Linked DNA regions of Mus musculus: all the other regions are linked to region 3. A link is a contact called in public ChIA-PET and Hi-C data. All regions are on one chromosome and are shown on one strand. The core of a region is the stretch at or near the end of the contact, and the rest is flanking DNA. Distances in the headings are between cores, read along the strand shown. Region 1 overlaps Dglucy (D-glutamate cyclase). Region 2 overlaps Foxn3 (forkhead box N3). Region 3 holds the start of Nrde2 (nrde-2 necessary for RNA interference, domain containing).

Evidence for each region. Hi-C and Micro-C count contacts between places; a contact is called where the count stands out from the background. ChIA-PET counts read pairs in DNA pulled down with a chosen protein or histone mark.
Region 1: a contact with region 3 is called in an RNA polymerase II ChIA-PET map of memory CD8 T cells, with 9 read pairs. The contact joins the enhancer-like site here to the promoter of Nrde2 in region 3. A contact is called at or near these places in 2 of 39 promoter capture datasets (embryonic stem cells and hippocampal neurons) and 5 of 115 datasets of contacts at active chromatin or transcription factors (embryonic basal ganglia, embryonic forebrain, embryonic stem cells and 2 more).
Region 2: a contact with region 3 is called in a Hi-C map of B cells, with 12 read pairs. The contact joins the enhancer-like site here to the promoter of Nrde2 in region 3. A contact is called at or near these places in 4 of 39 promoter capture datasets (hippocampal neurons, liver, neutrophils and 1 more), 1 of 484 Hi-C or Micro-C datasets (B cells) and 1 of 115 datasets of contacts at active chromatin or transcription factors (microglia).

Annotation. Positions count from the first base shown.
Region 1 is chr12:100,869,157-100,872,920 of GRCm38.p6, forward strand. It overlaps Dglucy (D-glutamate cyclase), which reads left to right. Exons shown (of 13, transcript NM_145448.5): 13 at 2,148-3,454. The coding sequence ends at 2,297. Among named protein-coding and RNA genes, the nearest start is that of Gm36572, 23 kb to the right of the region's middle. Within about 2 kb of position 2,270, at least 12 of the 459 cell types and tissues checked have an H3K27ac peak or open chromatin away from gene starts, as enhancers often do. A contact at or near this core is called in memory CD8 T cells, where this site is marked.
Region 2 is chr12:99,378,900-99,382,520 of GRCm38.p6, forward strand. All of the region lies in intron 2 of Foxn3 (forkhead box N3), which reads right to left. Among named protein-coding and RNA genes, the nearest start is that of Gm51999, 11 kb to the right of the region's middle. Within about 2 kb of position 2,177, at least 49 of the 459 cell types and tissues checked have an H3K27ac peak or open chromatin away from gene starts, as enhancers often do. A contact at or near this core is called in B cells, where this site is marked.
Region 3 is chr12:100,158,382-100,161,835 of GRCm38.p6, forward strand. Nrde2 (nrde-2 necessary for RNA interference, domain containing) reads right to left here and starts at 1,272. Exons shown (of 14, transcript NM_001290303.1): 1 at 1,159-1,272. The coding sequence starts at 1,222.

The DNA.
Region 1 (3,764 bases), core at 1,020-3,519, 710 kb after region 3:
GCCAGGAGCTCTTGACAAAGACTTGTGTGGAAATGAGCTTGGATCCCTCCCCCTTTCACAGGGGGAGCATCTGCCTTCGCCCAGGAGCAGAACAGAGAGGCCACCCCAGGGCCAAGAGAAAAGTGTCTGGGCATCATTTATTCATGTGTGTACATGTCTGGGGTACACTTGCACGTGCACTCACATATGTGTAGAGGCAAGAGGCTGATGTCAAATGTCTTCCTCAATCACTCCCCTCTTATTTTCCGAGACAGGGTTTCTCACTAAATCTGGTGCTCGCTGATTAGGCTAGAATGGTTTGCCAGCAAATCCCAGGGTTGCCCCCTGTCTCTGCCTTTCCAGCTTTAACATGAGTGCTGCAGATTAGGGTCTTGCAGTCATGTGGCAAGCATTTTACTCCCTGAGCCAGCTCCCCAGCTCCTCATCATCGTTATGTGATGCTTTGGATGAGTGTCCACAAGGCCTTTGCTTGGCTTATTCCTTGGCTTTAATGCCCGCTGATAGTTGTTGCCCTGTATCTTAGTCAGTGTAGGCTGCTGTAACAAAATACCATAGGCCGGGAGGTACAAAAATGCTCATTTTTCGTTCTTCCAGTTGTAGAAGCAGGGATAGTCCAACCCTGAAGGCAGGGCAGAGTCAGTGCCTTGGTGGATGCACTCTTCCTGGGTTGAAGATGGCTGGCCTCTCACTGGCCATGGCCTCTGTTTCAGTTCCTGCCTCCAGGTTCCTGCCTTGAGTTCCTGTCCTGAGGCTTTCTTTAGTGATGGTGTGTGACCTAAGAGTTATAAGCTGAAACAAACCTTTTCCTCTGTCACACTGTTTTTAGTCATGGTGTTTATCACAGCGATAGAAATCCAACTAGTGCCCGCCCCTCAAGAGGCTGACAGCGGGACCTGGGGAGGGGCCTCCTGCCACAGTCAGATGCATGGGAGCTCATCCCAGGCTTGGCTGGGGGCTGGGGCAGTGGGAGGATTACATCTCTGGTATGTGTTAGGACCACACAGGTCTCTATTGGGGCATGAAATATGGTCATGGGAAGGTAAGTGCCCGAAGAAACAGCCGATCTGTTTAAACGCTTTGCTTTTGTTTGAGACGGGACCAGCCCCTCCCCCTTACCCAGTAAGTGAGTCAGAGAGCAAGCTCTGGCCTTTCCCCACTGTACTGACAACCAGCATGCTTCCTACTGTGTGCCAAGGGCCATGCTGGATGCTCTACCTCCAGTGTCTCATTTAATTCTCACTACAGCTTCTGAAAGCCATATCCTCACCAGGGTCACCAACGACCCCAGATGACAGATGGGATCTCCAAGACATAGAGAGAAGTTAAGACCTTCCCACTCTGTAGGCCAGGCTGTCTTGGAGCTCATTATACAACCCAGGCTGGCCTCAAACTGACTGTAATCCTCCTGCCTCAGCCCCTCAAGTACTGAGATGACAGGCGTGAACCATCACATCCAGCTCTTGATTTTGATTTTCTTTTTTTTTTTTTTAAGATTTATTTATTTATTATATGTAAGTACACTGTAGCTGTCTTCAGACACTCCAGAAGAGGGAGTCAGATCTTGTTACAGATGGTTGTGAGCCACCATGTGGTTGCTGGGATTTGAACTCCTGACCTTCAGAAGAGCAGTCGGGTGCTCTTACCCACTGAGCCATCTCTCCAGCCCGATTTTGATTTTCATAAGGAGCTTTCCAGTGAGTCCATGCCTTATCTCAAATTTTACTTGTTAAAAAGAGACACATTCCTGGGTGTGGTGCCATATGCCTTTAAGCCTAGCTCTTGAAAGGCAGAGGCAGGTGGATCTCTAAGAGTGTGAGGCCAGCCTGGTCTAAATATTAAGTTCCAGGACCACTAGGGCTACAGAGGCTCTGTTTTAAAAAGGAGGAGGGAGAAAGAAAGAAAGAAAGAAAGAAAGAGAGAGAGAGAGAGAGAGAGAGAGAGAGGAAGGAAGGAAGGAAGGAAAGAAGGAAGGAAGGAAGGAAGGAAGGAAGGAAGGAAGGGAAGGAAGGAAGAAAGAAAGAAAGAAAGAGACAGAGAGAAACAGAGATCTCTAGCTCAAAGCTTCTTTTCTACAGATATTTACGCATTCTGTCCTCCCTCTCCCCACATGTCGTCTGTCTCCTCCTCATCTCTGTATTTCCTCCCAGGAAGAAAAGATGTTGGGCATCCTGGTAGAGAACCAAGTCCGCAGTGGTGTCTCAGGCATCGTGGGCATGGAAGTGGATGGGCTGCCTTTCCATGACGTTCATGCTGAGATGATCCGGAAGCTGGTGGGTGCCACCACAGTGCACATGTGACCAGCTGTGCTGTTTGTGTGCACAGTCCCTGCCTGATGCCAGCCTTTGTCTAGGTAGGAAGGAGTTCCAGGGGCATTGCTCTACCTGCCCTTCATCCTGGCTTCTTCTGGCCACCCTATGCTCTGTTCTGGGAATCTTTCTGCCTCTCAGTTAAGAGAGAATTCTGGAACAGTTAATTGTAGAGCAGAGCCTAAGGGCAGTGGTGGTGTACACCTTTAATCCCAGCACTCAGGAGGCAAAGGCAGCTGGATTTTTGAGTTTAAGGCCAGCCTGGTCTACAGAGCGAGTTCTAGGGCAACCAAGGCATCACTGTGACCTGGGCTAATCGAGAAAGGGTAGAGAGCCCACACGTGGAGTGTTAGCTGAAACACTGGGGTTCATACTCACCACCACCAGCAAAACAGTTATATCTTTGAAATGCTTTTTTCCCCCATACAGTCATAATTTGCTGTTTGATGGGGTTCTTCCAGCCATGACATCCCACTGTCCCTCACCCCCATTCACCCCTGACATTTCTTACACACACTTTCCATCAGCTCACTCCTACACCTAGCCTGACTCTTTCCCCGTTTTGAGGGGGAAGGAAGCCATATTTACCAGTATTGCCCAAAGGTGAGTCAGACCTCTCCAGAGCTCAGGCAGATGAGCTCGCCCTGATCTTTCACATCCTCCAACCCTAAATTTCTCAACAAAACCAGAAACTGAGCCACTGACCAGGCCCCATTGCACATTTATTCCTGACATCATGGTGACATTTCATGTGGGATCTGAGCCTACTAAATGTTGTTTCATGTCTTTACACATGTGTGTCTGGTATGGTTCTTTAAGGGGCCTTCATTGTGAAAAAGGAACACATGGTATGGATTTTACACTCCAATAAAATATAAGTGTAAAGAGAAAATCTTTAGTATGAACCTCCAGTGTCTGCTATTTGCTATTCTGGCCAGGATTCACACCTGCAGGGTTCACACTTTCAGGGTCCATGCTTGTTCTGTGGAAGACACTAAAAATGGGGCCAGTCCTCCACCCAAGACCTCACAACTCAGCAAATACACCTTGGCTTGGAAGCCTCACGGCCCAGGTCTCTTTGAGTTATCATTTTTGTTCAGTACAAATTCCACACCAGGAACTCTGATAAAGAGGATATCCTGACAATTAAAAAAAAAAATAGATGACTACAATACTATTGACATCGTGGAAAAGCTGCCAACAATCTTATGATTCATGTTTCAAAGGAGATATTCATAGATTTGGCTTTTGGCATAGTAATAGCAGGATTCTACTTCAGCATTGAACAAGCTGAGGAGTAACAGTGTTACAAGTTATGCTTGCAGTGGGAAGAAATGTATGGGGAGATGGCTGAGCCATTTAAGAAAAAGGCTAAGACCCCGTTAAGTTCAGAGAAGGCAGGTTCTGAAGGCAGGTTCTCAGCTTACGCTGAGGCTAAGGTACAAAGGAGTAGAGGGG
Region 2 (3,621 bases), core at 927-3,426, 780 kb before region 3:
GGACTGACTGGTCCAGGCATTCATTACGCACTGAGATAAATCACAAATACATTAAAACCGATGAAGTCAGATCCTATCCACAAACACAGTGCCATCGAGATAAGCACTACAGTAGCAGCACACACTCCACAGTTTCCCTTCTGGGGCTCTGTTTAGTTTTGTTTTGTTTCAAGCCAGGGTCTCACTAGCCTAGGCTGTGTGCCTAGGCTCACTCACAGGTACCAGAGGCTGTTCTCCCCCTACACCCCCTTCCAGCCTGCACCTCCGGGGTGCCCCACCTGTGCCTGGCCAACCTTAAATAGATTTCAAAAGTTTCTGTTTCAAGTATAAAAAGCGGTGTATTGGGAAGGCAGTGGAATTTTCCATGAAGGCTACACCTTCCCACCATCTTGCCAGCATCAAAAGCATTTAGATGGGCAGGACTTATATGGCAGAGCAAACCATAAGGGTGGGCATGACGAGTACTGCAGGACAAGGCCCGTGGGCTCCATCCCCAGCACCACAGGAAGCCTAACAAGGATATGGATTAACATCAGTACTTCTTCCGAAAGAAGCAAACCCTGGCCTTTTCAGGTGTGCTAGCCTCCCATTATTCACTGCTGAGAGCTAGCCTGCAGCTGAAATGGAAAGAAACCCTCTGCAGCTTGACAAGGTCTGAAAGCAATCTGTTGGTAGTGTGCTGAGGAAGAGGCTTTTGCACTGAGAGAGGCTTGGCTCTTCACAGTTGGGAGTGCGGGGGATGCTGATGGAGAGAAGAAAAACGTTTCCCAGGGGCATTGTGAGACCCCCACGAGGAACATCAGAATCTTCCTAGGAAGTCAATGCCAGACCCTTGAAGAGTCAGAAAAGCAATGAGGAGAGAGAGACAGGACACAGATAATTAAAATAATCAACAAAGGGCTTTCTGGAGTTTCACTAGCTAAGAGGTTCTGTAGGTAGAGTCCATAGGACAGGGAAGCCTGTAAGCAGCTCTCACACCGTGTTAGGTAGCTAGACAGGCATTAGCAGGCTTGGAGGCCTTTGGGGACAGACACTTAAAATGGGCTCTGGCATCTACTTCCCTATTCCCATACCCAGCATAGAACGGGAGGCATCAACTTTGCCCCCGACCTTTCGGGATCTACTATATACTATAGGAAAAGGTAGAGGCTCGGAGGTTTTGCTGAGGCTCATTAAGGCAAAGCTACTCACTTCCTCCAGGTCCAAAGGACAGAATGGGAGCTTTGCATCTCTGCCTGGATGGAAACAAGACATTCTACGCTGTCCCAACCACTACATACTCTATCAACTCCTTTAAGAGGTAATCCAACTGGGCCTGTCAATCACCTGTACAGGAGACCACCCCTCGGGAAAGCTGATTCACCGGAAGACATGCTATGGAGCTGGGAAGAATAATTACTCCCCTAATGAGATAATGTACTTGTGCCCCAGAAGCCCCTCCCCCAGAGTAGTCGCCAGCACTACCATCATTACCAAGTCTGACTGCTCTTCTGAGTTCTAATTGAAAGAGCGGCTCTTTCTGTCCCTTCTTTGGAAATGTGCCTTGCCCTGACAGTCTGGATATTGTCCTCCTTTCTCTGTTGAAGCCCCTCTTCCCCCTTGTAAGCCACCTGCCAACGTCCACTGCTGACCCTCCTACTCTCTTGGACCCCAACTCAAAACGCATGGCTCCTGCTTTCCCTCTCCTCCATCTTCCGTCTCACAGCAGCCAGCAGGAAGCACGACTCGCCTGCCCTGTTCTTTTTTTTTTTTTTTTTTTTTTTTTTTTTGGTTTTTCAAGACAGGGTTTCTCTGTGTAGTCCTGGCTGTCCTGGAACTAACTCTGTAGACCAGGCTGGCCTTGAACTCAGAAATCCGCCTGCCTCTGCCTCCCAAGTGCTGGGATTAAAGGCGTGCGCCACCACTGCCCAGCTGCCCTGTTCTTTTTCTCTCAAACTATAAGGAAACCATCCTAGAGCTTCCTTCTGAATCGTGGTTTTTAAAGTCCCACCCACTAGGGATTGAACCGAGGGCTTTTTTTTTTTAAACTCCTGGTCAGCTCCCTCCCACAATCCTCCTCCCTCCCCCTCCCCCTCCCCTTCTCTTCTCCTCTGGGAGGGTGGGGGTCCCCTGGGTATTCCCCTGGGTATCCCCCAACCCTCGCACTTCAAGTCTCTGTGAGGTTAGGCACTTCCTCTCCCACTGAGGTCAGACAAGGCAGCCCAGCTAGAAGAACCCATGTGCAGGGCTTTTGGGGCAGCCCCTCTCCAGCAGTTCAGAATCCACATTTAGAACAAGTCACACATCTGCTGCACATGAGCGGAAAGGCCTAGGCCCAGCCTGTTAGGCTCTCTGGTTGGTGGTTCAGACACTGACAGCCCCCAAGGGCCCAGGTGAGTTGACTCTGTTGATCTTCCTGTGGAGTTCCTCTCCCCTTTGGGACCCACAATCCTTTAACCCCCGTGGAGCAATAAAGGCATCAACCCACCCACAAAACTTTCAACCCAAAATTTATCCTGTCGACAAGTAATACAGGCATGGGAAACCAATAACCAGCCCAACTTGAGACCCATCATTAACGATACCCTGTTATGCTTGCAGACAGGAGCATGTTGTCCTCTGAGAGGCTCCACCCAGCAGCTGACTCAGACAGATACAGACACCCACAGCCAAACAGTGGATGGAGCTCGGGATTCAGACGAAACCTAGAGCTTTAAGCATGGTCGTCAAGTGCTCTACCTCCGAACTACAACCCCCAGTGGTTAAATTATTTTACTGAGGCTAACAACGTACAAAAAAGGTATACAGCAGCTTCGCTGTAATAACAATACAATTGCTTTTTTATCTTTCTATATTTAGTTGTAGACTTCAAAATGGAAAGCTGGGGGCTTTATCAAGTTTGCTGAATGAATAAATGAATGAATGAGTGACTGGGCAAGTAAGCAAACAATAACTAGCTTATTTAAGAGGACAAGAAACATCTCTCTCTCATGCAGGCAGACCAAGAAAGAGCCTATCTGGAAGGAACAGATGGACAGGATCAGCCTGGAGCACAGCTAAAGGGAGCACAGTGATTTCGGGAGGACCACCGAGGATGCTAACTTGACAATTCCACCAGACGGCAGGATCCATGGCTCAGCAGGTAAGAGCACTGGCTGTGCTTCCAGAAGACCCAGGTTTGATTCCCAGCACCCACATGGTGGCGCAACACTGTCTGTAACTCAAGTTCCAAGAGGTCCCGAACCATCTTCCGACCAGCAGCAGACAAGCACGTGGTACACAGACACGCATGCAGGCAAAACACTAGACATATAAAATAATGATACTTTTTAATAGAAGGGAAAAAATGAAAAGATTCCCGTTAGATAGCTAGAAAGGGGTTAGTAGCCTTGGAAGCAAATGAACAGAGATCCCTCCTTTACATTCTGCTTGGACCTCACCTCCTATTGCCCTGGTAACATCCAGAAAGGAAAACACTGAAACTGTCCTGTCTTAGGCCTCCTGACCAAAAGAATGAAATACTATGGCCCTGGGTGGAGACATGACATTCGGGAGTGGGGGTGGGGGTGTCTTTTTTGTTTTTTTGGTTTTTTTTTTCCGAGACAGGGTTTCTCTGTGTAGCCCTGGCTTACTTTGTAGACT
Region 3 (3,454 bases), core at 22-2,521:
CAAGTTGACACACAAAACCAGCCAGTACACCCCCTCTCTCAGAGAGAGAGAGAGAGAGAAGACAGAGAGAAAAGGAAGACAGAGAGAAAGAAGAGAGAGAAAGGAGAGAGAGAGAGAATTCTGACTTCTTTTGGATCCCTATAAGCAAACCAACCGTAAAGAAAGCTGAACAGTAACTCATAGTTAAATAATATATAGTTAATTTTCTTAACTATATTTTGTTTTGGTTTGGTCTTTTTTGAGATTAGGGTCTCTCTATGTTGTGGCCCAGGCTGTCCAAGAATTCACTACGTAGATCAAGCTGAGCTTGAATTCAGAGATCCACCTGCCTCTGCCTCCCAAGTGCTGAAATTAATGGTGTATGCCACCACTGCCAGCCCTTCAACTTGACCGTACACTTTCAGTATTAGATGTATTTTCTGCATTTACCTGCCATGGTTAACTTCATTATAGCTGACACTTGTCTTAGCATTTAAAATACGCACCCAGTTCTCTAATCCCATGCTTCTCTTCCACAGCCCCTTGAAGGTCCCTGAATTCTTATCTATACAAATCATATCCTCTTGAAGACCATTCCAAAATTCTGAACGTTTCATTTTTATGGTTGACTGTGGCTCATCTATGACATTTGTAGCATACTACCTTATACTGATTTGTTGCTGTTGTTACTTAGTTTCGTTCATGCAACAGGTTGCATTATCAATCCTGACACACTTATTGAATACGTCTATATTTTGGGCCTGTGTTTCTAATAAGTGTGCTACAATGAATAGACAGTCTCGGAATTTGTTGACGGTTACAATTTAGTAAGGAAAAATCAGAATTACGCCAACCACAATTGCAAGTATTTTAAGAGGGTTTCTTTTGCAATGGAGTTGTATCATTGCAGCTTCTAGGAGAATGAAGTCCAAAAATACGGTAATGTTAGCGCCAGACATCATCGTAGGCTTAGTTTCCCCTCCGCTTACTTGACCACCGTAGCGCCTGAAAGAGCCTCTGGCCCTACACTTCAGACAAGACCCAGAAGGCTTTGCAGCGCCGCGGAGAACTCTGGGATACAGGTGGATAAACAAAGCAAAGAAAAAAGGCCATGACCCAGGCCCGAAAATCTGCCATTAATTTAATGGATGTCTTTTTCGACTCTTTTGGGGTGCTTACCTTTCCTGAATGCCCCATCACCGGAGGCCTCACTTACGTCCGCAAAAGCCGGGAACAGCGCCATGATCACAGGCCGCACTACCACTCCTGCCTCAGAAATGGCGCCGTCTGGAGAGCTCTGGTTGGAGGACGGTGACTCGCGAGGCACTCTGGGAAATGTAGTTCTTCCTGCACTCTTTAAGGCTTAACTCCTGGGCAAGGCGGTGCGGAGACCCAAAGGGTAGAGAGGGGAGGAGGGAAGAGGGTGAGATTGAGGAAGAACAGTTTCCTTGTAGTTAGTGCCCTCCGGCTTCACTGAACAATGGACAAGCAGGAACCGGAAGAGGAAGTTGGGAGGGGGGAAGGTGTGGAAACTGGAATTCAGCTCCTCTGGTAAAAGCACATTGCCTCCTTTAAACTGGATCAAAGTAATCAAATTCTGTAAGATTCATTTTCCTCCTCTGCAAGATTGTGTGTGTGAGTGTATGTATACGTACACATATACATGTACAAATTGCAATTGTTTCACCCATAAGAAGCATTTAAAAGGTGGCTTTAAACTGGGTGTGGGGGCAAACCCCTTTTAAGTCCCAACACTCAGTGGTAGAGGCAAGTGGATCTCTGTGAGTTCGACACCAGCTGGTCTACATAGTAATTTCCATGAGAGTCAGAACTGTATAGAGACGATGTCTCAAAAAAAGCCAATAAAAAGAAAGAAAAGAAATGAAAAATTAGCTTCTATGTGAGATGTGACAAGTTCCACGGCAAAATGTAAGTGATCCAAATATAAGTTGTCATTTTAAATACCCTAGGAATACAGAAGAGTACAAAGTCCCAATAAGATAAAGGTCTTTGACAATAAATGCATATACTTACCTATAAAGTATTTTTGAGATTCCCCTACCAAAAAAAAAAAAAAGGTTGGGTGCAGGAGCCAATGAAATGGCTTAAATAATAAAGGTACTACCAAGCAAGCATGGATACCTGAGTTTCATCCAGGCTCCACAAAGTTGTCTTCTGACCTCCAAGTGCACAGGGCACCACAATAAAATAAAGTTTAGAAAAAAAAAAAAGCTAAACCCAGAGATGTGACTAATCATCTAAACAAAGGAATGGATGGAAACCTATCCAAGCAGCTCCGTGTACCATGTAAACTGTGTGTACCATGTAAACTGTGTGTGTCCAAAATAAATGTCCAAGTTTTCAGGTCCCTAAAAGTACTTGGAAAAAGGAGGCCAGTAGAATCCACTTGTCTTCAACTGTAAATCTCAAGTTCCGCCAAACCTGACAGGAAGTTATCTCAGTTGATTAAATCAATATCTGCATCAGGGCACGATGATGCTCACCTTTAATCTCAGCACTCTGGAGTCAGAGGCACTGGCACTCACTCTGTGAGTTTGAGGCCAGTCTGATCAACAAAGCAAGTTTCAGGACAGCCAGGGCTACACTGAGAAATCCTGTCTGTCTTAGTTAGGGTTTTACTGCTTTGAACAGACACCATGACCAAAGCAAGTCTTATAAAAAACAACATTTAATTGGGGCTGGCTTACAGGTTTAGAGGTTCAGTCCATTATCATCAAGGTGAGAGCATGGCAGTATCCAGGCAGGCATGGCACAGGAGGAGCTGAGAGTTCTATGCCTTCATCCAAAGGCTGCTAGTGGAAGACTGACTTCCAGCAACTAGGGTGAGGATCTTATGCCCACACCCACAGTGACACACCCATTCCAACCAGGTCAAACCTATTCCAACAAGGCCACACCTTCAGATGGTGCCACTCCCTGGTCCAAGGATATACAAACTATCACACTGTCTCAAAACAAAACAGAAAACAAAACTAACTAAAATGGTTACAGTCTTTCCCCAATGTTTCATCTCTTTCTATTCCAGAAAAATAAGAATTAAATGTGAAAGGCTTCAAAAAAATTTTGAAAGCCATGATAATGTATTGATAACAAGGAATCTTGCTGTAGTGGATATTTGTGTATTTACAAACATGTAAGAGACTTTTCGTAAGCAATTCATAAGGACAACTTAATATATAATCAAGTTACTGATACAGATTTCTAAAGTTTTGTTTTCTGGGAGGATTTTTACTTTTTTAAAATTTGTGTGTGTGTACGTGTGTGTGTGTCATTATGCTTATGTGGCAGGAGCTGATGGCCACTGAGACATCTCACCTGCCCTGTCTTTTGGTTTTAGTTTTGTTTTTGTTTTGGTTTTTTTTTTTTTTTGTTTTGTTTTTAGATAGATCTCAGTATGTAGTACAGGCTCAGACTCTTTATCCTCTTGCCTTTCTCTCAATTAAAACAAAACTTC